7 separate regions of the Mus musculus genome follow, and regions 1, 2, 3, 4, 5 and 7 are each linked to region 6. Evidence: chromatin contacts called from public Hi-C, HiChIP or PLAC-seq, Micro-C and promoter capture Hi-C data. All regions are on one chromosome and are shown on one strand. The core of a region is the stretch at or near the end of the contact, and the rest is flanking DNA. Distances in the headings are between cores, read along the strand shown. Region 1 holds the start of Bora (bora, aurora kinase A activator). Region 2 has its middle 170 kb from the start of Gm23276. Region 3 holds the start of Pibf1 (progesterone immunomodulatory binding factor 1). Region 4 overlaps Gm46478 (a long non-coding RNA gene). Region 5 has its middle 210 kb from the start of Gm23276. Region 6 holds the start of Dach1 (dachshund family transcription factor 1). Region 7 has its middle 68 kb from the start of Gm41228.

Region 1 (3,893 bases), core at 315-2,814, 880 kb after region 6:
AGCCTTAGCCCTCACAGCAGGCCCACCAACTTAACCAGTTCTCTTCAGACACTACTCACAACACACACTGGTGCACCCAGCACCCCATGGACGCTCCAGAGGCAAAAAGAGAAGCTCAGGAACTTGAGGTCACTCTAGGCTACACAGGCAAGAGTCTTATCTCAGAACAACACAACCTAAAAACCACAACGGTACCCTTGTGTACATACATTTATTTTTACAAAACAATAAGCCGTGGAACATCTAAGATGAAAGAAAAAAGAAAAAAAAAAAAGACAGGCTGGAGACAGAAAAAGAACAATGTGGCAAACAATTAGGTGGGGAAAACCACTGCAAAGCGTAAGGTTATCTTTTGAGAAAGATGTTGAGGGGGTAACCTCTGGAAACCATCAAAGCCACTGCCAAAACAGACATGTAGAACCACACGTAGATGGAAACGTGTAAAATTAAGACAAAGAAAGATGCTTGCTAACGCAAAAGAAAAAGCAAATAAAACCGATCACTTGACACACACTTTACCTGGCTGTCTTATTTTAAATACCCGGAGCTACAACTTTATTTTATTGTTTACGAATAATAGTTACTTTCTAAGTGTTGGGTCCGAGAGGGACAAAGCTGCAGAACCATAGCAGAGAGAAGGGAACTCTGAGACTTATTTCTGTACCTCTGGGTGCGCTCTACCTATCAGGCAGCGGGCGCGGACACACCCACAACCGCGGTCACCCGTGTCGCCCGATCTAAGGAGTGGGAGATGGTGACGGGGAGTGGTGCTCAATCACTGGAAACAAATAACCCGTTACTGAAACGCCTGGGCCCCGGAACTGAGCTCACCGCGTGGACAAAAAGGTCCACGACCCCTTTCGCCCCGGGTCCCCAGGCCACGAGCACGCGCCAGACACGAGCAGGCGCCAGACACTTGGCGGGTCGCGTGGCCCCAGGATGGGCTCGCAGGCAGCGGTCGCGAGGCCTGGAACGCCCCGCGCGCGCCAAACTCCGCCGCAGCGGAAGACCGGAGCTCTGGGGCCGCCAGCTTCGAGGTCGCGGCGGGTCCCCTTCCCCGTCCCCTCGCAGGATACCGCCGAGGCCGACGCGGGGACCGTGGGGCCCTCTACGACGCCTCCATCCGGGGGCTCGGCGCCGGGAAGCGCAGGCCCGGTCAGACGAGAACGACGCGCACTCACCGTCCATGGTCTCCCTCACCGCGTTCAGGTTGGCCGAGGCCGCCGCGCCCGGGCCGCTACCGCTCGCCATGGAGAGGAGAGGCCCCCGCCCCGGTGGGAGAAGGCCTGACCCGGAACTGGAGCGCCCGCCGCCGCTCGGCCCCGCCCACACACCGCGCGGCGGCGCTCGCACCGCCCAGGCCACGCCCCCGCCGCCCGGGCCACGCCCCCTCGCGCCGAGCGCCGAGCGCCGACGCCGGACCGCGTTGATTTGAATTTGGAGCCTCGTTCCCTTGCGCGGAACGTAGAGCGAGGAGTTAGCGTTCGAATTCACCCGGCCGCCTCGACGCCATTGGCTGGTTCGCGGACGGCGGTGGGACGCGATTGGCCGGTGACCTCTCCCCGCCCCGCGCCCTGGTTGGCCGGAGAGCACGGAGGGAGTTAAAGAGTCGGCGCCTGGCGTGGGCATCTGCAGGGTGATGCTAGAACTTCCACGTTGCCCACGAGTGTAGGTACGTTCTCCGTGGCCCCAGGCCTGGACTCCTGCTTCGAGGTGGACCGCTCTGGTTTCCTGGCCCCAGACGTACCTGTGAGCTCGCCTAGGTGTGAAGGGGAGCAGAGAGAGAGGGCGCCTGGACACTGAATGGTCGCTGGAAGTGACGTCTCTGCTGTTTCCGAGGGAGCCCGCTCAACTTTGATCTTACAAAAGTAAATTCTTTTCTTTTCTTCTTCTTCACCCCCGCCCCCATCTCCCTTCTGGCTGTAACCCTCTTTGGAAGGAATGCAGCGTGCCTTTGGATCCCGGAGGGGGAGTGCTCTTTAGGAAAAGTAGTTTAAATCCCCACCTGGGTCCAGCCTGTCACTCACCCTGTTCAAGTGAGGACTAACGTGCCAGTAGTAAAAATTGCAGTTCTGTGTGGAATTACTTGGGTATCCGGACGGTGTTCGTACGGTTTTGTCTTGAGATGATGAATAAGGAAAACGATAAATAGAAGTCGTTTGGTTGGAAAGGCACTTATTTTTGGTGTAATCAGATTGGACCAGAGCCCACTCATAACCGGTTGGCTGCTTCATATATGCCGCATAACTTCCGTGCATGCGTTGCTTCCTCTGAAAAAGTGATAGGAGCATTGCCGTACCTTCCCCAGCTCCCAAGGCTCGGCTCCGGATCATCTGAGAAAACGTGCAGGGCTGATTCTCCTTTGTAAACCATAGAAACTTAACCCCAAGAGGATTCGATTTGGAGTGAGATGTTGAATGTATTTTGTCGGGATTAATATCTATGATATTCAGTAATTTTAATATGTGTACTTTTGATTTCTTTCTAGTTTGCTTCCTGGGCTATGGGAGATGTCAGCGAATTAAAAATGCAAATAACACCAGAAACTCCAGGAAGGATCCCTGTTTTAAATCCCTTTGAAAGTCCCAGTGATTATTCTAATCTCCATGAACAAACCCTTGCTAGTCCTTCTATCTTTAAGTCCACAAAACTACCAGTAAGTTTCTCTTGCCTAGTGTTTACAAGTGATTTTAAGTGAAAGTAACTACAAATAATTTTAAGTGTAAATACAAGAAGAAGATGGCACCTAATCTTGTAATGGTTCTTTGAGCAGACATGATCTGAGCGCTCTTATGCAGGAGGTCGACATCCAGGAACTGCCCACACCAGCACAGAAACAGCACACAGGCTTTACAAGTTAGCTGGTCACAGCTGAGCTACTCATATATACCTCAGACCAAAGACAGCAGCCAAGACCAATATGGAGACAAACATGCCACGCTCTAGTAACGAATTATGGACACAGAAATGTGAATTTCTTATTATTTTTCTGTCATAAAATAGTGATACCTTTGTTTCCTTTTGCCCAGCCATTTGAAAACGTTCAGCCCTAATAAAGCTTGTGGTTATTATAAAAGGGAGCAAAGTCCTGCACTGTTGGAAAAAAAAAAAAAAAAAACTCAGCAAAATGAGCAATTTTGAAATTGTAATGCGTAGCCGGGTGTGGTGGCACACTCCTTTAATCCCAGCACTCGGGAGGCAGAGGCAGGCGGATTTCTGAGTTCAAGGCCAGCCTGGTCTACAAAAAGTGAGTTCCAGGACAGCCAGGGCCACACAGAGAAACCCTGTCTCGAAAAACCGGAAGAAAAAAAATTGTAACGCATGTGCTATGAATAATATTAACCAGAAGGAGGGAACATAGGAAGTGTGTTCTTCAGGAAATCAGGGTTGCTTGTTTTTACTTTGCTACACTGGCAAGGCTCTTTTGATTTGTTAAGCACACTTTCCTAGAAAAGCTGTAAAGCAAGGTGCGTTGGCTGCTTTGATGTCAGCTTGACTTTAAGCTCAAGTCTCAGACTCCGTTGAGAAGATGCGCCCATTAGATTGCATTTCAGCCAAACCTGTTGGACATTTTCTTGATTAAAACTTAGTATAGGCGGGCACAGTGTATTGTGGATGGTCCCATTGACAGGCTGGTAGTCCTGGGGTCTGTAAGAAAGCAAGCTGAGCCAAGCCATTAAGTAGCACTCCTGAGGTCCTACTCAGGATGCCTCAGGTCCTCCTTCCAGGTTCCTGTCCTGTTTGAGTTCCTGCCCTGACTTCCTTCAGTGGTGACCAGTAATATGGTTTAAGCCAGATCAGCCCTTTTCTCCCAGAGTTGCTTTTGGTCGTGGTGTTTCATCACAGTCATTGCAACCCTAAGACACCAGATGGCTGTTTCTTCTGCGTTTTAT
Region 2 (3,450 bases), core at 742-3,241, 660 kb before region 6:
TTCTAGTTTGGATCATTCATTGATGATAATTTTAAAGAAAAAATCATATATCTTAAAGAAAAATATGCTGAAAATTTTGCCATGTTTTGTTCATATGCTATTGTTACTGTAATCTGGTGGAGTTAATTTCAAACATAAAAATCCATGAAACCTATACTGACTCTTATAAGGACCTCAGAGATGCATAATTATGATGTCCTTACAATTTTTAATTGTACCACTTAAATGATCATTATCATATACACCACATTCTACAGTAAGAAGTGTTATTTGATTTTTTCAGTAAGAGCCAGTATACCTTAAATAAATATTATACTATATCTTTGGCTTATGAAAATCTTTGGTGGGTTCGACCAGGTATCTGAAAAATCACAGGAAGAATTCATATACAAAGAAAAAGAAACAGAAAAGATTTGATGAGGCCATTAAAACACATACACACACACACACACACACACATGAAACAACACAAAGTATGGTAGAAAATGTGATATATACAAGGAAGAGAAGGTCAACTAAGCTAAGCATACAAATTATTTATGAAATAACAGAAGAAATGGTGAGAAATACTTCCAGAGATTATCTTGTAATCTTTTAAAGTATTGTGTGTGCTTTGGTCTTCCTGTTTTCCTTATTGTTGCACATTTCCTTTGCCTTTGGAGATATAATCTGATGAATGCATTCTTGATATGGTGGGCAGTATGACTGGCCGTTAACCCACATTTATTAGAATTATAGCTCCTCCACAATTATTAAACGATGGGCCCCACTGTTCAATGGCATTTAATGCAGGGCCTTCAAGTAACATTCATTATGTTACTGCAAAAACAAAAAATAAGAGGAAAATTAGTGTTTTATTTTCATTGAAAAATTAATGTTTTATTTTCATTTGTGTTTTGATTAGTTGATATGAAGTTAAATTTCCCAGAACATGTGCACATGAATTGAATATTATCAAGCTAACTTTATTATTAATCCTCTAACCATGTCTTCTTATAGGCAGGCATCCTGAAATTCTTGCTTCATTTTACACGAATACAAAGTGGAAATCCAGGGACATAGACCATGAGTACATTTTATATATGAGATGAAAAAAAAATCTCCTCACCAGATATATGCTAAATTAATACTCATTGGCCTTGGGACAAAAACAGGCAAACATATTGTGATGTACAGCCATGGTAATTGCATTCTTGAGACTCTTGCAAAGAACTAAGTAGAAAACTAAAGTCAAGTAGTAATCATATCTTTAACATTTATAGTTGATTCCCTCCACTTCTTATTTACATCAAAGGGAACATAAGAATGGGGCTCCATGATTATGAACTAAACTGGAGTCTGGTAGTCAATATCATCAGCAATCCTTGGGAATTAATGAGAAATTCAGTATATCAGATCCAAGTTCAGAATCATGGTTGCAGAATCATTTCTCAAAGTCTTTGGGTGATTTCTTTTTCATTAAAGTTATAGTGTAGATTTTTTTTTCTGAATGAGTTTCAATAACAGATACCATTCAATTACAGAATATAACTTTTGTAAATAATTGAATTCAAATGTGAAATAATGGAATATGAAAGTGTAATTAATGATTATTGTACAAATTGTTTCAGACTGTGGTAAACATGATTATGATAATGGAGTTTCCTACTAAAGAAATAGATTACTTGCTGAGTTTTCTAAGTTTACCATATATTATATCTTGAATATTTTTCTTAGGAGAAAATATTAGCAAGATAATAAAATTATTGCAACATCCTGTTTTGGAAAATTGGTTCGAATATACAATGAGATTTGCAATGTTATATATGGATACTTATGTGTTAAAATTCCAGGCATACAATTGCAGTATTTGCAACAACAGAAACATTAATATTTAAAGCCATTGTTTGCCTTTGTCTCCTGCTGATAACTGTTTTCCTTAAAAGCACTACAAAAGACATTCTGAACAGATGGTGGCTGGTTTCTTCTATCCTGCATCCCCTCACAACTGCCACTGAGCCTCACCATTCATTAATCTTCCATAGACTTCCAGGAGCACAGCAACTAAATTACACACATACACACACTGAGGCCAGCATTTCTGTCAGGCTGAAAATTAAACTGAAGAGCCGTGTGCCAAGTCTTTTAACCAAACTTCCCTGAAAAGCAGTTAGAAAATAAACACTTAGCTTAGAGACTGACCCATGAATGCTTAGTCTTGAATGGACATTTTTGGCTGATCATTAGATCTTAGATATTCTCTAGCAGAAATTTAGAGGTGGAATTAAACTCTCAAAACATCTGGTTTGAATTCACCTTGACTCATAACTAATTTACTAGGAAGCTAGTTATTTGCTCTTTGAAACAAAATAAGTAAAAGAGAAAATATCACAAACAAAGCTTGTAAAATATTCTTACCTGTCTTTTAGAAGCAAGTAAAATTATACTCCAATTCTTTAATATTTGAACCATTATCTTCAAACCACATATTTTTTCTGAAAATAAAATGAAGTGAGTTAATTAAACATTCAGTGGTTTCTCAATATTTTAACACTTTTCCTGATAATGCTTTAATAGTACCTGAATGATAAAAATGAATGTTTCTTAAACATAATTTTTATTTGGGAGTATCATTCTTTTTCATATAATCACAAATTTGAGAAAATGTCCTACAAGTATTTTAAAGTTTTGTCTTCCATTTTGTATATATTTTAGCTAAGTCATTCAGTACTATTTATCTGTATAGTTTTTTAAAAAGCATTAAATTTAGCATGTTAATTTTCTAATACAAAGGATATATTTTTAAGCCTATATATCATTTATAAAATTGGGATATACAATTTGGTAAAATTCTTTTATAACCTGCATTCCACATAAAAATGTGATCTTACTGATTGTTTTACTATCATTCTTTTCTCCAGATGTGTTTCTAACACAGCATCTGGCAGTGCACTTCATTGTCAAGTTTTGTACTTTCCTTAAATCTGGACATGGCTTCATGGTAACCATAAAGTTTCATGATTTTGAAACTTTTGAAGATTTCAGCCAGTCATTTCATGCAATGGATTGTGCAGAGGTTTGTTATTTTTTTGTAATTAGAATAATTTATGAATTATTTTAGTAATTAGGATAAATTATAACGTATATAGGCAGAAAAGTCACATGTACATGGTAAAATGTATCACACCTGATGTTGAGTTTTCTTGATATTACTGATGCCATATTTAACCCTTTAGTTCAAGGGGTTTCCATTTTTTTTTCCTAGAGTAACTATATTTTTCCTTTGTGGTGAATCCTATGATTCTTTGGAGATTCATTAAATATTCCACTTTATAAAAAGAGAAATTTTTCATTTGATATTTAAAGCACTAACTTTATATTTAATATCATAGTTATAGGAGTTTTATTTTCACAATATAATTTAAATTCAAGTGCTAGACATTTTTTTTCAATTTTTTATTGATTCTTTCT
Region 3 (3,761 bases), core at 90-2,589, 930 kb after region 6:
ATTCCGGTTCAGGAAACTTGGAACTGACAGGAGAGTGCTATTTGCACATACTTGGCATAAGCAGGTTGCAAAGCACCTACGATGCATAAGAAAATTTCATACAACAAAATACTCAGTTCAAAATGTTAATAATGTCAAAGCTGAGAAAGTGACTTTAAGCATCATAGATACATATTATCTACTGTTTAATATAACAGGCAGCTCATTATGTTTAGAAATTTAATTTCAATAAATCAGATGTAAGATAAAGCTTATTAATCACAAACTCCCACATTTTTCTCCTATATATTTGTCACTCACATAATATGGGATTACAGGAGTGTAGATGGTTCTTATCGCCAAAGAATCAACCATTCAACTCAATAGACAACTTAAAGGGAGCATTTCAGAAGTAAAAGGACGACTTTAGCGGCTAGATCCTGGTTTAGGGTGTGACCTCACTAACACTGCGACCTTAGATGAGCCTATGTAGGTAGCACTGTCTTCCACACAACCAGGTAACCACCAAGCAGCACAGGAAGCTACAGCCTGTGTTTGATAAATTCCTTTCCAAGAAGTCTGTTAAATTTAGGTAGCCCTGTGGTTTTGTGATACTTACTTATGGTGCTCATTAGTGAAGGTATAGAAATGCTTTTCCTGGTTATTGGTCACATCCCTGATTCGCTTGTAGATGGGGGCGCTCCGGTTTCTCACTTCTTGCATCACTGTTTGTAGCACAATGACATTTCTGATGGCCGGGTGTTCGAGGACATCAATCTTAAAAAACCAAAGCCAAATGTTAACTCCCCCGTTTTCAGTTCTACCTTGAACTCTCTGCCCAGCCTGAATTCTTGTGACAGTTTAAAACACTGACTCTCCGTTAGGCCAAAGTGGTACTTGGCTGCAGAAAAAACTTGACAAAGTCACTAAGGGGGGACCCTGTAGGCCTGAGACGATGACAAGCACCCATAATCGGACCACAGAGTTTGCAATACCAGAGCTATTAATAAGTAAATTATGCTGGCCCACACAATTTTTTGTTCGTAGGCACTTACAAGCTGCCTGGGGGTCGCAATCTGGAGGCCACAGAAGCCCAGGTCCCCGGCTTCCAGGCACTTATAATCTAAAGTAGAAGAGACACCAGGGGTTAGAAAATGTAACGTGTCTAAAAATAAGACTCCAAGAACCGAAAAAAAATATATATATATAAATAAATAAAGTGACATCAGGGAACGGTACCTCAGCCTGGATGGCAGGATGCGAGCGAGGGTAGCCACGGTACTTGCCTCTCTCCATCCAACATCCCAAGACCCGCCTCCCCGGTCCCCAGCGTCCCTGTCTGCCACGCCCCCTCGTCACCACGCGGCCCCGCGTCCACGCACCTGGTGCAGCAGCACATTGGTGTCCGGCAGAAGGTAGTGCGGCCACGGGCAGAGGCTGCTCGCCTGGTCCCGGGGCTGCAGCTCCAGGGCCGGGCCCGCGTGCGCCCCGCCGCAGGCCGAGCAAGCCGGCGCGCCGCAGCCGATGTCATCCCGCAGGTAGTGCTCGCGCACGATCTTCACCACGCCGCCCGCGCGGGTCTTCTTCAAGAACGTCTTGGACCTGAGCATCTCGCCTCGCGGCGTGGGATCCCGGCCGTCAGCTAAGAAACCGAGGCGCGGCCACGCGCATTCCCGCTTTTGCCCGCTGGCTGGTGAGGTCACTCTCGCGAGAAAACACGAAGGCGCGTTCGTTCCCCGACGGTCGCGGTGATTGGGCGAGTGTTGGTTGTTTCCTCCCGCCGGTGGGCGGGGCTTTCCTCTGGACTACAGCTCCCAGCCTGCACCGCTTCCGACTGGCTTCCGGGAAGGAGTGAGCTTGGGTACCTGCGCACCCCAGGTTCTTCCGACTTCTTCTGGGGCACGGCGTGTGGTTGTCTTGGTGACCGATCCTAACGGTCCGGTAGCCCCGAGATACCTGTTGAGGGGTGGCAGCCTGAGCTGCTGACTGAAGACGCCATTGGTTCTTCCAAGAGTCCGGGTGAAGCTGGTGTTATCCTTATATGCGGAGTTACTGACCATTGAGAGGTAGCTTCCAGGAATCCTTTTCCCTTTCTTTCTCACGCGGCGCAGAGATGCTAAAATGTAGGAAGTTTAGAATGTACGGATTTCTTAATCAAAGAGGGAGAAGCCGGTCCCTGGTCCTTGGTAACTCACGCAAGGATTTGTTTTCTTATTTTACTTTTTTTCCCCCCCAATCCTTTCCCTTTAAAAAGGAAAGAGGCGGATTGTACTGAAGCTCTTCCTGTTCCCCCCCACCACACAGACCTCCTTCTTTAGCGTTCCTCTTAGAGAAACTGAAATAGCTAGTTCTATAACTATTTTACTAAATCGTGTCGTATTTAAACAAGGGAGTTACAAAAAGCCTTGTGAAGGCTAAAATGTGCTATTCAGAATATTCGAGTTTGTACCCTTCTAACCTCTTTAGGTTTTTCAAGTTATTTAAAAATGCTTTTGTCGCACTCTGAGCCTGTTTTCAAATTTTTCGGTGATGCCTTAACTGTAAAACTAAACCTGGCATGTAAGTCTTGCTTTATAAACCCTCCACCGACATACCAACATTTTTCTCTCTGTGTCCAGATTTCAATACTACTTCTGTGAGGACCTTCAGTGACAAAAATCAACCTCTCCTTGAGTTTGAAACTTAGTATTATAGGGCTATCCTTTCTATTTTACATGACTTTATTTATCTGTTACCTTCAAGTAAGATTCTTGCCCCGAGACACACACACACACACAGGACAATGGGTGAGTTCATGATAGGATTTAGTGAGTCTGTTTGATTTGAACACTAATCTGGCTTACATTTGGGACCTTCCAATACCTAATGATCTAGGCGATCCTTGGTGTCTCTTTAATGCTCTGTATGCCCTGTAGTAGGTTTTTTTTTTTTTGTATATTTAACTTTATTTCTTTTTATTCTACAGAAGATTGATTCAAATAATAAAATGTCTCGCAAAATTGCCAAGGAACCAAAAAAAGTAAATATCTCTAGTTCTCTGGAGTCTGAAGATATTAGTTTGGAAACAACCATTCATACAGATGATGTCTCATCATCAGAGGAGCGAGAAGGTAAAGTCAAAATCACCAGGCAGTTAATCGAAAGAAAAGAGATACTTCATAATATTCAGTTACTGAAAATCGAGCTATCCCAGAAAAACATGATGATCGACAACTTGAAAATGGATTATCTTACAAAGGTAAGGTCAGATGCAAACTGTTATTCTCTTGAAACTGAAAAGGAAAGATAAGTTGGTGTATAGGCCGGGTGCGGCTGCACATGCCTTTAATCCCAGCCCTTGGAAGCAGAGGCAGGCCCATTGCTCTGAATTCTAGGCCATCCTGATTTACATGGGGAGGTCTAGGATAGCCAGACTATGTGATTTTTCTGTCTCAAAAACGAAAAAACAAAACAAACAAACAAACAAAAATATATATATATTTGGAATTTAAATGCCACACTTCATACTCCTTGTCCAATGTTGCCTTTCTGCAGTTTGCGTATTGAAATGGGGTGTTTTAAGTGTATGAGTGAGTTACCTTTGAAGGCTCAAGTTTTAGAGTGTGACATTAGTGGAATATGTATTTTCTTAAGAATGAAAATGTAGCCAAGTTTTCTGGGACTGACTGGTCTGATAGGAAGAGTGAAGATCATAACTGTATTGCTGAATCTCAATTGTCCTTTCTTTAGAAGTCGGATTTCCTTGTTAACCTTCCTACACAGTTACTCTGTCTGAGAGGTAC
Region 4 (3,465 bases), core at 772-3,271, 690 kb after region 6:
CATCAGTATTGTCATGTGTGGCCTTTTAACAAATTAAAATAACCACAAAGTAAGTTATGAGGTATGCTCACAAGCACAGAGTTGACCACCCCAAGCCTGAGGTATCCTGAAGCTTGGACTCGGGGCATAAGAGAAGCAGCGGATTCTCAGAACTCAGAGCATTCACTCTAACAGGGATCTGCAGGATGAGCCAAGGTCTTCCAGTCTCTGAGTGATGCCTCTCTTCCCCCTAGTGCTTCCTGATCCTTCGCTCTGCAGATTCGGTGTCTCTATTAAAACTTCCTACTCCTCTCTCCCAGCTTGTCCACCTCTCTTAACCCCTACAAAGGACTGAAACTGGCTGTCAGTTTGGGGGCTTGCCACAGTCATAGCAGCCTTTGTTAATAAGTTAAGAATCTACAGGAATCCCCTCTTTGCTGTCTCTACACTCTGTACATGAGAGCAATCAAATGGATCCGCTGGAAACCCCTAGCTGTGAATTCATAAAAGAGCAAATGAATAGGACAGTTCAAAGGAGATATTTCACTGAAATATCCTGCTGCTGCCGTTCTATTCTGCATTTAAGGAAATAATACCCATGCCCAAACAGCCTCTTTCTCCCTTAAGTGGAGGGTTGGTATCACACAGAATGTCTACACAGGGGAACCGATTGAAGGCAGAGCTGAAAGCTACAGTTCAGCCTGATCAGCCATGTCATATGTCTGGGGCAAGTCCAGCAGGGTTTAGAATGTGCTTTGAAAGAGTCAGTGGGAGTTGTCAGCGGCCCACACAGGCAGGAACTGCTATCCTGTGTTCCCTCAGATGGGAAAGGAGCCTGCAGGGGTTTTATGAGTGGGAAGCCTGTGTTCTAGGTTCTGGGTGAGGTTTTTGTATGCTTCTAAATGCACCTTTCTAACAAACTTAGGAAGGGGACTCTTTTCACATTTGTACTCTGTTTCTAAACAGAAATTGCGTTATTTCTTTAAAATTAGAAAGCGAGAGCATAGAAGATGTAATTATGGACACAAAGCTACATTACATAGATGGGTGAAGCTGAACCCACATAGAGAGCTGTGGGTTTCTGGGCACATTTTAACCCAGCACTCAATGCTGGGAAGAGAATAAATAGTTGAACTAGCCTGGTAATCCCAATAGTCCTGGGCTGATAAACAGACACAGAGACAATCTGCCTGCTAGTTCTAATGGTAGCTCTGGGCAGAGGCAGGGTGAGCCTGAGTCCCTTTGGTTTCTTCTTTGTCCATTCTTCCAAATAGGAATGGGTGTCTGGTCCCTATTCTAGTGGCTGAGTCAGGAGTATCGTTGTGAGAAAAGGCAGAAGAAGAAAGAGAGCCCATCTTCTCTCTCATCACTTGAAGAGTAAAATCAAGAAGGACCAGACTCGAAGCTCACGGACTTCCACAACATAGAAACGAAATGACACACTTGTCATGATGTGACATTGTTTTTCTTCTTACAAAGAAGAGCAAGCTGGAAATCTAGAGGCTTTACAGAGATGTTCAGCCCAATTCCCACTAGCCGTTGATAACTCCACTTCTGCTACTTGGTTCGGAGAATTGATGCCGTCCTGAGACTAGACTGACAAGTTCAAGGTCTCCAGGATCAGTGCCATTTACAAGTCCACCAGAAAGCATAGCAGGAACATATGGGAACCACTATACCTACAAGAGCCACAAGCCCATGAGTGCTAATACCTAGCCCCCTTCTTACCTGCCTGCACACAGGCAGTACAGAAAGGCGCTGTGGGGACCTTTCCATAACATTTGAATGGCAGGAAAGTGTTAGCTTTTCAGGAATTACGGTGACAGGAGGCACCTGTGCTAGAACTCCTGCTCAAACCAGTCTGGTGGGTACTGCATTTTCCTTCAAGACCCTGGGGCTTGCTTACGCGTGCTTTATTCGAAGCTACAGTAATCTGTTCACAAGAGACAGAAATCCTGGTAAACCGATCCTTAAAGCCTGTTGACATTTGTCCACTTGGCAGATCATAAAAGCTCCTTAAAAAGCACAGGAGTAAATGTGTAAACTGCTTCCCAGAGTCTGTGGCATAGACGCCAAGAGGAGGCATGCCTGGGATAAGATCGCTGAATTGTGACTGCCTTCCGAGTGGAACTTCATTTCCGTCTCGGGTTGTTTGTGAGGTATTCGCCAAGATCAGCTAAAACAAAGACAGAGACATATGAATTCAGCTCAAGTGCTCGCTTTTAAGTTCTTAGTCTTCAAAAAGGCTGGAGATTCGTTATGAGATAGAGTTTTTGCATAAACAACCCTTGCTAACAAGAGGTTTCCCCAAATATCAGTTAAATTTTAACTATTTCTCTGTAAATGTTATACAAGTGCCAGAAACGGCCTCAGAGTGTTGAAATGGGAAAAACCACACAGCGCAATGGCTGGTGGCCATCAGATTGCAAGAGCCTGGGAGTTCAAGATTAATGGCCCCACTTGCCCAGTAGAAGACTTAAAAGGGGATAGAATAATCATGACAAAATTGTAAGTGCTCAACACAGCACAGAGAAATCGCTACCTGAAGCTATTCTGCCTGACTGAGGCTCTTGCCCGTCTCTCAAAACTCAGGGACAACATTTAAAACTCTATCTCACAGTAATCTCCACAGATCCAGTTCTAAGTTATCCAACAACTGTTTGTTAGACAGTCCCTAGAGACCTTACTCTGACTTTCTTTTGTGCATCTACTGCGTTGTACCTTGCAATCTATACTCAGGAGAGGTAACAGTTGCAGCTCAAAGGTGAACTGGGGGCACCAATAATGTCTTCTGCAAAGTGCTGTCTGCACTCCATGTCACTTGGAGAGTGACAGTCATGGGTCAACTCTGCTCTATACCAAGTTCCTAATTAAGATACAACCCTATCTTGAAGAAGCCGATTGCCTAGAGCAAAATCAAAGAGAGTCAACAAGCAGGTTTTATAGCTCCTGATCAGGGTCATATGAGCTCATAATAAAGTCTCAAATTAGTTAAAACAGTTCTAGAGAGCTAACAATTGAGTGGAACAGTAGGTAAGAAGGGCAAGAGAGCAAGCAGAGTCATAGTGTCCAGGACATAGCAAAGGAACACGTGTTTACCTACATCCTGTCAGTGTGTATAAGTGTGTATCTTATCCTGTGTATAAAATGTGCACATAGTGTGGTCTGTAGAAAAGATATTTGAATTCATGTGTTTCCCTTTAAGCTCGACTTGAATACAATTCGCTCATAAATTCCGAGGTCTACTCACAAAAATAAAAAAAAAAAAAAAAATCACGCCGGACGGGGTGGCGCACGCCTTTAATCCCAGCACTCAGGAGGCAGAGGCAGGCGGATTTCTGAGTTCATGGCCAGTCTGGTCTACAAAGTGAGTTCCAGGACAGCCAGGGTTATACAAAGAAACCCTGTCTAGAAAACAAACAAACAAATTATTGTTGATACTGAGGAACTTACAATCCACTATGGGCAATGGTTGGTCTCACTATT
Region 5 (3,564 bases), core at 303-2,802, 620 kb before region 6:
AATACCACTGTGGTTTTCATCTTTAAAAACCCTCCATTTCCCAAGAGTAAATGAGACTTGAACCGGAATTTTTGTCTTGTCTCCTTCCTTCAAGGCTCCTGATCCCAAATTTGATTTGCAGCTCCCTTCTCTCGAGAACCCTGTTGTTTAGGTCCTACGGGTTGGGGCAGGGTAAGTGGTAGAATGTAGTGGTTTAAATAGTATGAGTTCCATAAACTCCTGTGTTTGAATGTGTGGTGTTGGAGGGTGAAACCATGCCAGGAAATTTGGTAAGGTACAGCAGGTCAAAACCTGGAGACTTGTTGAGCAAACATCTGGGGCTTAGGTGACTCCCAGCTCCCTGCCAGACTCTAGGCCCGGAACACTTTCTACACTCCTCTTATAAAGAAACGTGTTCTCTGATCAAGTAGGCCCAAACCAGAATTCTCCAAGCTAATGAGATACCTAGAGGCCCAGAGGGATTGGGCAACAAGCTTCTCTTCCTGGACATTCCTCCCTGTAAAAGGTATTTATTCTTAGGTCTACCCTGAGAAGTGGGTTTGGTATGTTGTGTTTCCATTCTTTTACCATGGACTGTTTACAACCATGGACTGTCTTTTTCATCAAGAAGGCATTCACCTACTGAGCCACAGTCTAATTCTCCAGTAGAAGGCCTCTCTACATTCCCAGTCACAATTGCCATCAAGCCTGCCTCCACCAAGCTAAGGACAATCACCTCTGGGACAAGCCAGAGGACCCCTTTTCCTTCCCGGACTTATGCTAGCAGCTGTCTCCATCCATCTGCCCCGAACTCCATTCTCAGCTCTTCCTCGACTCCCAGGAGTGTCTGGATGTATGAGTCTAAGAACCCCACAGCCCTGGGAACCCCCAAGCCAGCTCCAGCTTTCTCATATCTTGGACTGCCCTTTCCCACCCAGAGCAGTGTCTTGGTGCTTCCCTATAGCAAGGCACCTGCCCGGGCCCCCCGGGCAGCGTGGGTTAAGCACATTCAAATTCCCCACATTCAGCCTTCTCTAGAGATCATGTCCAGCAGCAGAGTGGACATGGACCATCAGCTTGATGTAGCGTGTAATTTTAAAAGCTCATGCTAAATCCAGCTATGTGCCAGCAAGGGTGCTCTCACCCATCCCCCATGGCTATCTCTAAGCAGTCTGCTGGCCCTGACTCCCTAGGCTGACTTGCTGAGCTGACCAAACCAGTTTTTCCTGGAAAGCTTAAAGCTCTCTCCCCCATTCGTCAGGCCATCTCCCGTGGTGACTCCCTTGAGCCCCATGGAAGGAAAACACTAAACATTTATATTTATACCAGCCAGATTTATACTGGTAAATCTTCCACCCCAATATGCCCGTGCAAAGAACCCACAACTCAGTTAATATATTTACAATTTGCATGCCTAGATTGGGCAGATATGCCACTACACTACTCTATTGCCCAACTATGAAATCCCTAGCTACTTGCTTTTTTTTTATCTTCCACTGCCCATTCACAGACTCTACCCTTTATTTGATCAATTAAGATTACAAGGGAAATCACCTGAGAACTTGATCTACTCCTTGTCAGGGCATGCCTTTTTTGGGAGCAGAATTAACATCAAAATACAAACAGCAATCCGCAACAGTTTGGCACATAGGGAGTGGCAGTTTGGTAAATTCATCCTGTTGTCGTAGGTGTGGCCTTTTAAGAGGAAATGTGTAACTGTGAAGACAGGGTCTAAAGATTCCTCTACTCAAGGTATGCCCAGTGTGACATACAGTCCCCTTCAGCTGCCTGCTGATCAAGATGTAGAGCTCTCAGTTCCTTCTCCAGCACCATGTCTGCATGGATGGTGCCATTCTTCCTACTATACGCTAGCACCAATTAAATGTTTCCCTTTATTAGAGTTTCTTTGGGGCCAGGCATGGTGGCTCATGCCTTTAATCCTAGCACTTGGGAGGCAGAGGCAGGTGGATTTCTGAGTTTGAGGCCAGCCTGGTCTACAGAGTGAGTTCCAGGACAGCCAGGGCTACACAGAGAAACCCTATCTCAAAAAAAAAAAAAAAAAAAAAGTTTCTTTGGTGTTGGGGATTGGTTCTAATGATTTCTCTTAATCCAGCTCCTGAAATTACTCGGGAAATCTTCAAGTCCAGAGGCTGAGGGTCCCTGTTCCCAATTGGTTTTTGATTAAACAATAAAGAGCCAGTGGCCAATGGCTGGGCAGGATGAAAGAGGTGGGACTTTTAGGATTCCCAGGCAAGAAAGGCAGAGGTGAGAAGCAACAGAATTTCCATGATGCGGAAATAGAGAGATCAGATTTAAGAGCTGCAGGAGAGGGATCATCCAGCAGTATAGGTGCAATGGAAAAGCAGCTCCATGGGAAGGCTGCCCAGAAGGAAACAGGGCAGCAAAGATAAAATGAAGATTTAGAAAGTACCCGGTACTCAGGAATACTGGAGGGGGGAAAGTGTGCTAGCCACGGGGAGGTTTGGAAGTATCCTGCTATTGAGCTAGTCAAAGCATATCAAAATATAAAGGTGTGTGTGTGTGTGTGTGTGTGTGTGTGTGTGTGTGTGTGGTTTCATTCACTCTGGCATGAGGCAAGAAGTACAATCACTGGGAGTTCAGAACAGATTAATTAAGTTATTCATAGCAAAAGGAAATCTAATGAAGACAAGTAGACATGCCTTTTAAAACTTGGTATTTCAAGGTTTCTTACTCTAAATGATATGTAGTTATGGGTTTCTGCATTTGTTCCCACTTGCTGAAGGAGGAAACTTCTCTGATTATGACTGAACAAGACACTGATCTATGACTATAGCAGAACATAACTAACAATGATTTTATTGCTACAATTTTTGTTTTGTTGTAGTTTCAACTTTGTCTTAGAAGAGTAGTATTTGTTTTTTCCTAGTTCCCTGGGCTATCTAGACTCAGGTTCTTGGACACATAAGCAGTGCCGGGTAAGGGTTCCATGTAGGGGAGTGGGCCTTCAGTCAAATCAGATATTGCTCGGTTACTCGCACAAACTGTGCCTCCATTGCACTAGAATATCAAGCAGGAAGAACACCATTGTAATTCAAAGGATCTGTGACTGGGTTGGTGTGCATTTTGCTCCTTTGTTAGCTTAAAACGTACTTCTTGTACCAAAGAGGTTACACAGCAGGGGTGAAAGATGTAGATAGAAGCCAGCTTGACTCTCAAATGTCAGTGGCTTGTGTAGGTGTTCTGTGCAGTGACAGGGGCTTGTGTCAATCTGCAGAGAGTACTTACTGCCTTTACACTAGCCTAGGTTGCTTCAGAATTCTCATTGGACTTTTGTGTCCAACAAATCAATTAAATGTAACCAAACCTTTTTACTGGACACTTCACTTGGTGACAAGAGATGGGCAGTTGAGACTCTGTCTTCCCTGTTTTAGATGATTTCAATTAGATTTTCTTTATATGTGTATGTATTTTTAAAAGCTTCTTCTTCTTGTTCTTCTTCTTCTTCTTGTTCTTCTTGTTCTTGTTCTTGTTCTTGTTCTTGTTCTTGTTCTTGTTCTTGTTCTTGTTCTTGTTCTTGTTCTTGTTCTTGTTCTTGTTCTTGTT
Region 6 (4,004 bases), core at 1,236-3,735:
TTATCCCTCTGCCAGCAGCTGGATCATTTCTACCCCGAAACTGACAAGTTGCCCCACTCCCGCCCCCTCTCGGTAGATCCTCCCCCAGTGAGCGTTCATTAGCATAAAACTGGTTGGGTCAGGGACTGTCCCAAGGCCACCTCGGCGCACATGCACAAGGAAGACTAGGCGAGAAGTATTCAAGCCCTTAGCATCCTGTGGCAAAAGGACCACCTGCACCTTTCCTGAGCTACTAAACTCAGAAAAGAAAGTGGAAAGAAAAAAGAAAAAGAAAGAGCGAAGACTGGTCAATCCGCACTTTGAAAAGAGGGCGAGCAAGTCCCTTTCTTTTCTTCCCCACCTCTCCAATTCAGCTTCCAAGAGTCTGGGGCACCAGGTCATCTCCTAAAGAACAAAACGTGTTTGTGCCCTCGCATTTGCCCCGGGGCAAACGTACTTCTTTTTTTCTTTTCACGAGCGCGTGCGCGCGCGCGCGTACACACACGCACACACACACACACACACACACACACAGATAGGGAGACACAAACACACACATCCGCGCACACACAAACCCCTCCCCTACACAGGCTTCCCTCTGGGATGTGGGGCTGAACTCTTTGGTTGAACTCTCAGATTACCCCTGCTCCTCTCAGCGCCCGGTACTGTTCCGGTGCTGACTTCTCAGCGCCGCTCTCAGCTGCCAGCCCACCCTCTTTTCTTACTAGAGGAGCCCCCCTATCCCAGAGCGCATCCCTCAGCTTCGGAGCCCTGCAGGATCAGGGTCACGACCTCCCTCCTATCCCAGAGGTGCCCAGAGGCTTCTTGGAGGAACCCAGGTCCCAGGAGTGCACACTCAGGCAGTAGTGTCCGGAACGGGTGCAGGTCACCAGCGCGCCCGGGAAGGGGCTGTGACTCCTGGGAAGGCACCTTCCTCTGGTTCCCCACTCTGCATCCCAAGCTCAGCGGCAGCCTAGCCCGAATGCCCTAGGAAGCATCAGGAACACCCGGCCGGCACGGATCAGGCCGCGAGCAGTGCGAACTTGCCCAGGAGGTCGGGCGAAGGAGACTAGCCCCGGGGACCGACAGGAGAGGGCCGTGCTCGCCAGGGCGCGCAGCTCGCGGACGCGCTGAGCGGGCGGCGCCGGGAAGGGAGCAGGGGAAGGGCGAGGAGGAGGGTGGGAAAGGACCAGGGCGACAGAAGGTTTCCCCTCCGCTCTTTACCTGGCGTTGGTGCAGTCATTGTAGAGGGTCTCGAAGTCCTTCCTGGAGATGAGTTTGCAGCGGTTCACTCCGGGCTGGATGGCCCCCAGTCCCCTCAGGATGCGAACCTGTTCCACATTGCACACCACCGGCGTGATCTCCAACCGCTTCAGCTTGGTGTAGACGGTGTGCAAGCCCCCCACCAAGTGCTTCAGGAACAGGTCGAAAGCCTGGGGCAGGCAGATCAGCTCGCAGCCCTCCACCGTAAAGGAAGCCACTTTGGCCCCTCTCAGATCCACCATTTTGCACTCATTATTCTGGGGGGTGTTTTCCACTGGGGACGGGGTTGAGTACACGGGTTTCCCAGGGAGGGGGCCGCAGCTGCTGCTGCTACTGCTGCTGCTGCTGCTACTGCTGCTGCTGCTGCTACTGCTGCTGCTGCTGCTGCTACTGCTGCTGCTGCCGGTGCTCGCGGTGATGGGGGTGCTGGAGGCGCCGCCGCCGCCAGCGCTAACGCCGCCGCCGCTGCTCCCGGCCGCCAGGCTGGGGTTGCAGTTGCTCCCGCCGCCGCCTCCGTTGCCGCCGCTGCCACCGCCGCCTCCGCTGCCGCCGCCGCCGCCACCAGGAGAGGTGACTGTGGCCGCGGCTGAAGAAGAAGCAGAAGAGGCAATGGGCTCCGGCCGGAACAGAGTTGGCCCAGACGACGCCGGGGGTCCGATGGATGGAGCCGGAGACGAGGTCGCCGAGGAGGTGGAGGTGGTGGTGCCCGAGGAGGAAGCAGAAGTAGAGATCGGGGGTTGAGGGGGGACCAGCTGGGTCGGAGGGATCAAAGCCGCCGGCACTGCCATGGTCACATATAAGGGGAAACAGAAGGAGGAGAAGCGAGGGGGAAAAGTTGCCACACACCCCCCAAAGGGGAAGGGGGAGAAAGGGGGACAAGGATCGAGGTGGGGGGGGGGGCAGAGACAACAAGCACTCTAGGAAGGAACCTTAGTTGGAGAGAGGGAGAGAAGAGGAGAAAAAGGAGGTGAGGTTAAGAAAGAGCGAGCGCAGGAGGGGCGAGCGCGAGAGGCGCTCGAGAGAGAAACGCACAAAAGTGTCCCGCAAGTCGAAATGCGAGTCCTCTCTCGGGGCTGGGATCGCGGGCTGCTCTTGGGGGGGGAGAGGCGGGGGTGGGGCGGGGAGGGTCGGCTGGTGGTGTGTGGGTCCCGCTCTAGCACAAAGTTAAGGATGAAGGTGAAAAGGAGGAGGGTTGAGGGACTTGGGTTCTCCCTGGCAAGTACATTGATCAAAGATTGAGAGGGGAATGACAGAGAGAAAATGAGCTGAAAGTGCAGGCTGCCGGCTGGACGAGTTGTTGTTGTCACACGGTGCGGAGGGGAGGAGCTCCGGATACTTGAAATACCCTTTGAAGCCGCGAAAACCTCACTCACTAGTATTAACCCAAATTATCCAACCAGGAACTCGGAGCACAGACTCCAAGAGCGCGAGACCGAGGAAAGGGGGTGGGTAGAAAACGGGAGTGGGGGGGGAGGGTACGGAGGAAAAGGGTGGGAGGAAAGCCCTAGAAAAGCCGGGGCCCAAGAGTGGTGCTCAGAGAGAGGGAGAGAAAGCTGGTCATCTACTTCTCTCGCGCTGCTACCGTTACATCCCCTGCCACCTCCTCTGTGGCTTTGAAGGAGAAGACTCTTAGCTCCCACCCACCCACCCACCCCAAAAAGGTTCTGAGCAAACGCCTCATGACTGAAAGAGCGGCGGTGCCGCTGCCAGCTCACCTTCAAGGATTTAGGTTCACACACACACACACACACACACACACACACGCGCGCGCGGGGCATTTGTGCAAGCAGTTACAAAAGGAAACATCCCCAGCTCATGACTGTTGGGCAATTATTATTATTATTATTATTATTATTATTATTATTATTATTATTATTATTATTATTATAGGAAAATTCACATGTAAGCAGTGTGGACTATTTTGTGTATCTGACGGGTTTTTTTTCTATATCAAAAATGTTTATATAAAGATAAAGAAGAGTTTTCAAGCTGCGGGAAGAAAGTCACTTAAGAATAATGGGTGCTCCTGATCCTAGTAGACAGGGATACAGTGGATTAAAACAACTTCCCTTTCACCTCCAGAGATTGGTCAGGGATGACTTCTTTATCTAGAAATTTCTAAAGAGATCAGCTGTCCTTGAAGATTAGAAAGTAGAATACAAAAACACACTGATGTTTCTTACCCAAAACTCTAATTAATTCACCTGGTCTTGCACAGTAATCAACTCTCATTTCTCCTTCAGTACCCGAGGAGAGTCGAAAGTGTGTTATTTAAGTCACACAATAATTATTGGGTTCCTTTCATATTTGGAAAGTCCTGCTATGTTTTGGGAACTTCGTTTTTGCTTTCTCAGTGAGAATGTGTTTGTAAAGAATGAAATAGAAACTAAGCCTCCTGGTTGACTTGTAAACACAGAAGGCAGAAGGGAATAGTGGTTTGGGGCTGCATGAGGGGAGTAAGACACTCATTTTCTCCTCCTGTCTTCTCTAACTTGTTGCACAGCGATGTTTTTTCCGGGATGTTTGACCAGCATAGAATTTGAGCATAGGTCCTGTGTGTTTGTTGCTTATATCTCTAGGAATCTGGAGTAGTTAGGCATTGAACCTGTCTACACATGTCTAAAGATTTCATAAGATGTGAGGAGGCAGCATATGACAGATTTAAGAAATAAACTATTATAACAGGCTTGTTGATTTGAGAAATGTTAGGATGTTATTTTTGCCATTTAGGTATTGAAATTATCACTTTTGTCTTTATCTTT
Region 7 (3,538 bases), core at 35-2,534, 800 kb after region 6:
TAAAGATACCAATATCTGCATGTCTGGAATTAAGTCAATGTAGTATATGTTTGAATATATATACTTACTTGTTCTGTAGATTCTTGAGTATTTTCTGTATTTGCATCACTATTAGAAAAGGTACATATAAAATACATGTAAAATACATACATATAAAAATATGTACAATATAAATACGTACATATAAAATAAATTTATGATTTGTCAATGTTCTACAGCCTTTAAATATATCTTACTCTATAAATGTAAAAAGAAAATATAGTTAGGAGCCTTAATTCCTTCTTTTAAAAAGATTTACTTATTTATTATATGTAAGTACACTGTAGCTGTCTTCAGACACTCCAGAAAAGGGTGTCAGATCTCATTACAGATGGTTGTAAGCAACCACATGGTTGCTGGGATTTGAACTCAGGACCTTCAGAAGAACAGTCGGTGTTCTTAACCATTGAGCCATCTTTCCAGCCCCCTTAATTCCTAATTATGCTAGAAAAATCTTTCCCTGTTTTCCAGACCCTAAGAACTACAGTAGGAGGACAGTTGCTCTAGTGAGTTACAATATAAGGAAACACTAATTTTACTAAACACTAAAATATTATATATTTTCAAAAATATTTTCTATATATTTTGCATCCATATGAACTCTACTATGTATTTCATACTTATTAAAGATTTTTGCAAACCAGAAACTAAGCAGATTAGTCTCATCAAACACAAAGAAATACTTTCCTAGCGTTGAGCTGCAGATTTATTCCTGAATTCCTTTCTTCACCTCCACAGAATCTGCATATGTGATAAACAAGTACACTTCTTTGATGACTGATTTGCCTGTTTACCAAACATGAGGTCTAATTTCTGTTAAAATATTTTTCAATGTTTTTAATGAATTTTAATAAAGGTTTATCAGGCACTTGTTATGGTGCAGAACTTTTATTAAATTCTGTGATCCATAAAACGTTTTTTTTTTTTTGAATGACACGTAGTTTAGTTTTTCATTTAGAGGCTATAAAAGTGTTCACAAAAGTTATGTTGGAAAAAAAAGTGATTGAAAGTGCTAAAACACTGTACAGAATATAAAATCCTTTCATAGACTTTTTATGACACATGAAACATGAGTCTTAAAGGTTTAATGTTACTGACTTTTATACAAGGCTTTTTAATTCTTGATTCCAGTTATGGTTCTGCAAATGAACTGTGACATTAAAAGGAATCCGGCTGGAACTGCCTGGGCTTTCTTTCTAGATGAGCTCTGACTGGCCATCGAAGGCTTGCCCTGAGACCCACCCCGCCCACAGCTGATTAACACTCCCTTGCTTTTGTGGAGCAGAGGAGTGAGCCTGCCTGACAGAGTCCCTCCTACCTCAACTCAGTATTAATGTAAGGGAGGTCAGAGGATTACCAGGAGCAAATATGAAGTGTGAAACATTGCTACGACTTCATCCTTGTTTCCTTAATACTGTACACCGTTTACGGCTGTAATTGGGATGCTGCCTTGGTGAACTACAGAGGCAGCACTGCTGTGTCTGTCCCATTAAAATAATGGATAGAAATTCACTTTGACTCTACCTTTGGGGATTTCAAGTTAGCGAGCTGACCCGAATTCTGTGCAGAAGACAAATTCATGATTTCTGGTGAAGCATTAGATTAAGCCAAATGAAGTTGCTTCTTTCTTTTCTTTTTTGTCAGTTAAAACAATAGAAGCTTTCAGTTGCGTGGGACTCAACAGTTCACAGCACTTGCAATGACTAGTCTATAGACTGTTTAATATCCTAGAAGAATTACACTGTACCAGCTGGATTTGTGTGTCAGCTTGACACAGCTGGAATCATCACAGAGAAAGAGGCCTCGGTTGTGGAAATGCCCCACCCCCACCCCTGTGAGATGCCCCAGCTGTTGGGCATTTTCTCAATTAGTGATCAATAAGGGAGGGCCCAGCCCATTGTGGGTGGTGCCATTCCTAGGCTGGAAGTCCTGGGTTCTAAGCAAGCCAGAGGAAGCAAGTCAGTTGGCAGCACTTCTCCATGGCCTCTGCATCAGCTCCTGCCTCCACTTTCTGGTACTACTAGACTCTGGACAGCAATATTTGTTCTGAAGCTCACTAAGAGAGCATCCACAGTTACAGCAGTAGGCAATGTGTGTACAGTGTTATAGACAGGTTGAGAAATAGTAATTATTCAAGTTTTACATGAAAAGCTTGGAATCCATGTACTTTTCCAACATTAATCACTAGTATACTCCAAAATGGTGAAATGAGTGCCTGTGCTGTCGCCTGCAGTCTCAGCTTATCCGTCAATTTTAATAATCCTTTTTTCTTATTTCAAAGTCATTTTAATGAGAAAAGGGGTATCCTGTGATTTCTCAAAATGAATCACAACTTAATATCTTTTGTGTAACCAAAAAGCTGCTTAAATAGTATAATCCTATGTCCTTGTTATTTGTGACCTTCTAATGAGAATCATGTGATTCTAATTTAGCAAAATTAATGAAATAGTTTCTTTGTCTGTGCATATTAGCAGTAGCTCCTGTAAACTGAAAGTGCGTAAACGGTACGGTTCTTTTAATGTACTTCAGAAGTTATGGAAAGATGTATTTTGGTTCATTACTATATAGTACATTAAAGACATATTTTCATTAACTTACATGATTTTATAAATCATCTGTTTGTGGCTTAGTTTATTATAAATGCTGTCTGTGAGACATTAAAACTGCATTTCAGCTGGAAGCGTCTGTGTTGCAGCTATTCATTAAGACAGATTTGCTGTTCTCTTATGTATTCTAAATTAATAAACTTTTACTCAATTGCCAAATGATTTCTATACTATATGATCTTTGAATATTACTTCTCTATCTATTACCCAAGAGGTGAGCAATACAAAATTCCGAGTACTAAGTCCTCTAAAGCTAAGAGCTAACAAGCAAAAATCCTCCCTGACACTCGGGAAACCATGAGCAATCTTCCCAGAGGGAGAAGACCCTGAAATTTATAGAGAGAAATCTCAGCACGCCAGTGGATAGACAAGAGCCATTACTAGCTATAGAAATCTAAAGACAGTTTTGGGAACATCAAACATCACTAATTTAGAAAGGAGAAAAAATAAGCTAAAAAACTTATAAAACCTATATTTAAAAGGCTATTTCTGAACAGCTGATATTTTCTTTTTTTCTCTTTTTTTAATATTTTCTTTAAAATCATACTTTAATTTTTTTGTACTTGTTGCATTTTTTTCATCTTTCAGGCATATTTATCTGTCTACTGCTTACTTTGTTTTTGATTTTTAAACTAAGAGGAGTAGAATGAGCCTGAGACACAAGGGTTGCTCATACTTCAGGGAGTACAGAGAGTCAGGTGATCTCTGCATCCTATGGCCATCAGCAACTACAGCTGGAATGGTGGAGCCACCAGCCAGAAGAGATGCGGCATAGGAGAGACACCTAACGTGCTTTGGAATTTGCTTGCATCAAGGGCTTCACATAACCTAGTGTTTGGGTCTCCCTTCTCTCTGGGGCCTTAGGCCACTGCCCATGGCAACGAAGAGAGCAG

What was found. Promoter capture Hi-C pulls out the DNA fragments that hold promoters and counts their contacts. Hi-C and Micro-C count contacts between places; a contact is called where the count stands out from the background. HiChIP or PLAC-seq counts read pairs in DNA pulled down with a chosen protein or histone mark.
Region 1: a contact with region 6 is called in a Hi-C map of hematopoietic stem and progenitor cells, with 4 times the contacts expected there. The contact joins the promoter of Bora here to the promoter of Dach1 in region 6. A contact is called at or near these places in 13 of 39 promoter capture datasets (the 3T3-L1 cell line, the HPC-7 cell line, cranial neural crest and 6 more), 8 of 484 Hi-C or Micro-C datasets (LSK cells, embryonic stem cells, erythroblasts and 4 more), 14 of 115 datasets of contacts at active chromatin or transcription factors (acute myeloid leukemia, astrocytes, bone marrow-derived macrophages and 10 more) and 3 of 9 other capture datasets (adipose tissue, embryonic tail and macrophages).
Region 2: a promoter capture Hi-C map of second pharyngeal arch cranial neural crest shows a contact between it and region 6, with 4 times the contacts expected there. The contact joins the enhancer-like site here to the promoter of Dach1 in region 6. A contact is called at or near these places in 7 of 39 promoter capture datasets (the 3T3-L1 cell line, embryonic stem cells, hippocampal neurons and 3 more) and 3 of 115 datasets of contacts at active chromatin or transcription factors (embryonic forebrain, embryonic hindbrain and embryonic midbrain).
Region 3: a Micro-C map of embryonic stem cells shows a contact between it and region 6, with 7 times the contacts expected there. The contact joins the promoter of Pibf1 here to the promoter of Dach1 in region 6. A contact is called at or near these places in 3 of 39 promoter capture datasets (the HPC-7 cell line, hematopoietic stem and progenitor cells and hippocampal neurons), 3 of 484 Hi-C or Micro-C datasets (embryonic stem cells and hematopoietic stem and progenitor cells), 1 of 115 datasets of contacts at active chromatin or transcription factors (embryonic stem cells) and 1 of 9 other capture datasets (adipose tissue).
Region 4: a Hi-C map of uterus shows a contact between it and region 6, with 4 times the contacts expected there. The contact joins the enhancer-like site here to the promoter of Dach1 in region 6. A contact is called at or near these places in 10 of 39 promoter capture datasets (the 3T3-L1 cell line, the HPC-7 cell line, embryonic stem cells and 5 more), 2 of 484 Hi-C or Micro-C datasets (the HPC-7 cell line and uterus) and 9 of 115 datasets of contacts at active chromatin or transcription factors (bone marrow-derived macrophages, embryonic forebrain, embryonic hindbrain and 5 more).
Region 5: a contact with region 6 is called in an H3K27ac HiChIP or PLAC-seq map of embryonic stem cells, with 4 times the contacts expected there. The contact joins the enhancer-like site here to the promoter of Dach1 in region 6. A contact is called at or near these places in 6 of 39 promoter capture datasets (cranial neural crest, frontonasal cranial neural crest, hippocampal neurons and 3 more), 13 of 484 Hi-C or Micro-C datasets (the AML12 cell line, the HPC-7 cell line, brain and 9 more), 16 of 115 datasets of contacts at active chromatin or transcription factors (bone marrow-derived macrophages, craniofacial prominence, differentiating embryonic stem cells and 10 more) and 3 of 9 other capture datasets (embryonic stem cells, embryonic tail and embryonic trunk).
Region 7: an H3K4me3 HiChIP or PLAC-seq map of embryonic limb bud shows a contact between it and region 6, with 5 times the contacts expected there. The contact joins the enhancer-like site here to the promoter of Dach1 in region 6. A contact is called at or near these places in 7 of 39 promoter capture datasets (the 3T3-L1 cell line, the C10 cell line, HPC-7-derived erythroid cells and 2 more) and 10 of 115 datasets of contacts at active chromatin or transcription factors (bone marrow-derived macrophages, a colorectal cancer cell line, embryonic forebrain and 6 more).

What each region holds. Positions count from the first base shown.
Region 1 is chr14:99,044,813-99,048,705 of GRCm38.p6, forward strand. Bora (bora, aurora kinase A activator) reads left to right here and starts at 1,565. Exons shown (of 12, transcript NM_175265.5): 1 at 1,565-1,868; 2 at 2,489-2,656. The coding sequence starts at 2,504. It overlaps Mzt1 (mitotic spindle organizing protein 1), which reads right to left and starts at 1,324. Exons shown (of 3, transcript NM_175245.4): 1 at 1,182-1,324. The coding sequence starts at 1,251.
Region 2 is chr14:97,509,505-97,512,954 of GRCm38.p6, forward strand. No RefSeq gene overlaps it. Among named protein-coding and RNA genes, the nearest start is that of Gm23276, 170 kb to the left of the region's middle. Within about 2 kb of position 1,992, at least 6 of the 459 cell types and tissues checked have an H3K27ac peak or open chromatin away from gene starts, as enhancers often do. A contact at or near this core is called in second pharyngeal arch cranial neural crest, where this site is marked.
Region 3 is chr14:99,098,085-99,101,845 of GRCm38.p6, forward strand. Pibf1 (progesterone immunomodulatory binding factor 1) reads left to right here and starts at 1,340. Exons shown (of 18, transcript NM_029320.3): 1 at 1,340-2,045; 2 at 2,945-3,217. The coding sequence starts at 2,966. It overlaps Dis3 (DIS3 homolog, exosome endoribonuclease and 3'-5' exoribonuclease), which reads right to left and starts at 1,686. Exons shown (of 21, transcript NM_028315.2): 1 at 1,362-1,686; 2 at 599-756. The coding sequence starts at 1,589.
Region 4 is chr14:98,861,845-98,865,309 of GRCm38.p6, forward strand. It overlaps Gm46478 (a long non-coding RNA gene), which reads right to left. Exons shown (of 3, transcript XR_001781409.1): 3 at 1-2,155. Among named protein-coding and RNA genes, the nearest start is that of Gm46478, 9.7 kb to the right of the region's middle. Within about 2 kb of position 2,022, at least 10 of the 459 cell types and tissues checked have an H3K27ac peak or open chromatin away from gene starts, as enhancers often do. A contact at or near this core is called in liver and uterus, where this site is marked.
Region 5 is chr14:97,543,344-97,546,907 of GRCm38.p6, forward strand. No RefSeq gene overlaps it. Among named protein-coding and RNA genes, the nearest start is that of Gm23276, 210 kb to the left of the region's middle. Within about 2 kb of position 1,553, at least 15 of the 459 cell types and tissues checked have an H3K27ac peak or open chromatin away from gene starts, as enhancers often do. A contact at or near this core is called in differentiating embryonic stem cells, embryonic stem cells and stem cell-derived epiblast-like cells, where this site is marked.
Region 6 is chr14:98,167,280-98,171,283 of GRCm38.p6, forward strand. Dach1 (dachshund family transcription factor 1) reads right to left here and starts at 2,486. Exons shown (of 12, transcript NM_007826.3): 1 at 1,204-2,486. The coding sequence starts at 2,030. It overlaps Gm33583 (a long non-coding RNA gene), which reads left to right and starts at 2,625. Exons shown (of 2, transcript XR_003951195.1): 1 at 2,625-2,687.
Region 7 is chr14:98,970,862-98,974,399 of GRCm38.p6, forward strand. No RefSeq gene overlaps it. Among named protein-coding and RNA genes, the nearest start is that of Gm41228, 68 kb to the left of the region's middle. Within about 2 kb of position 1,285, at least 12 of the 459 cell types and tissues checked have an H3K27ac peak or open chromatin away from gene starts, as enhancers often do. A contact at or near this core is called in embryonic limb bud, where this site is marked.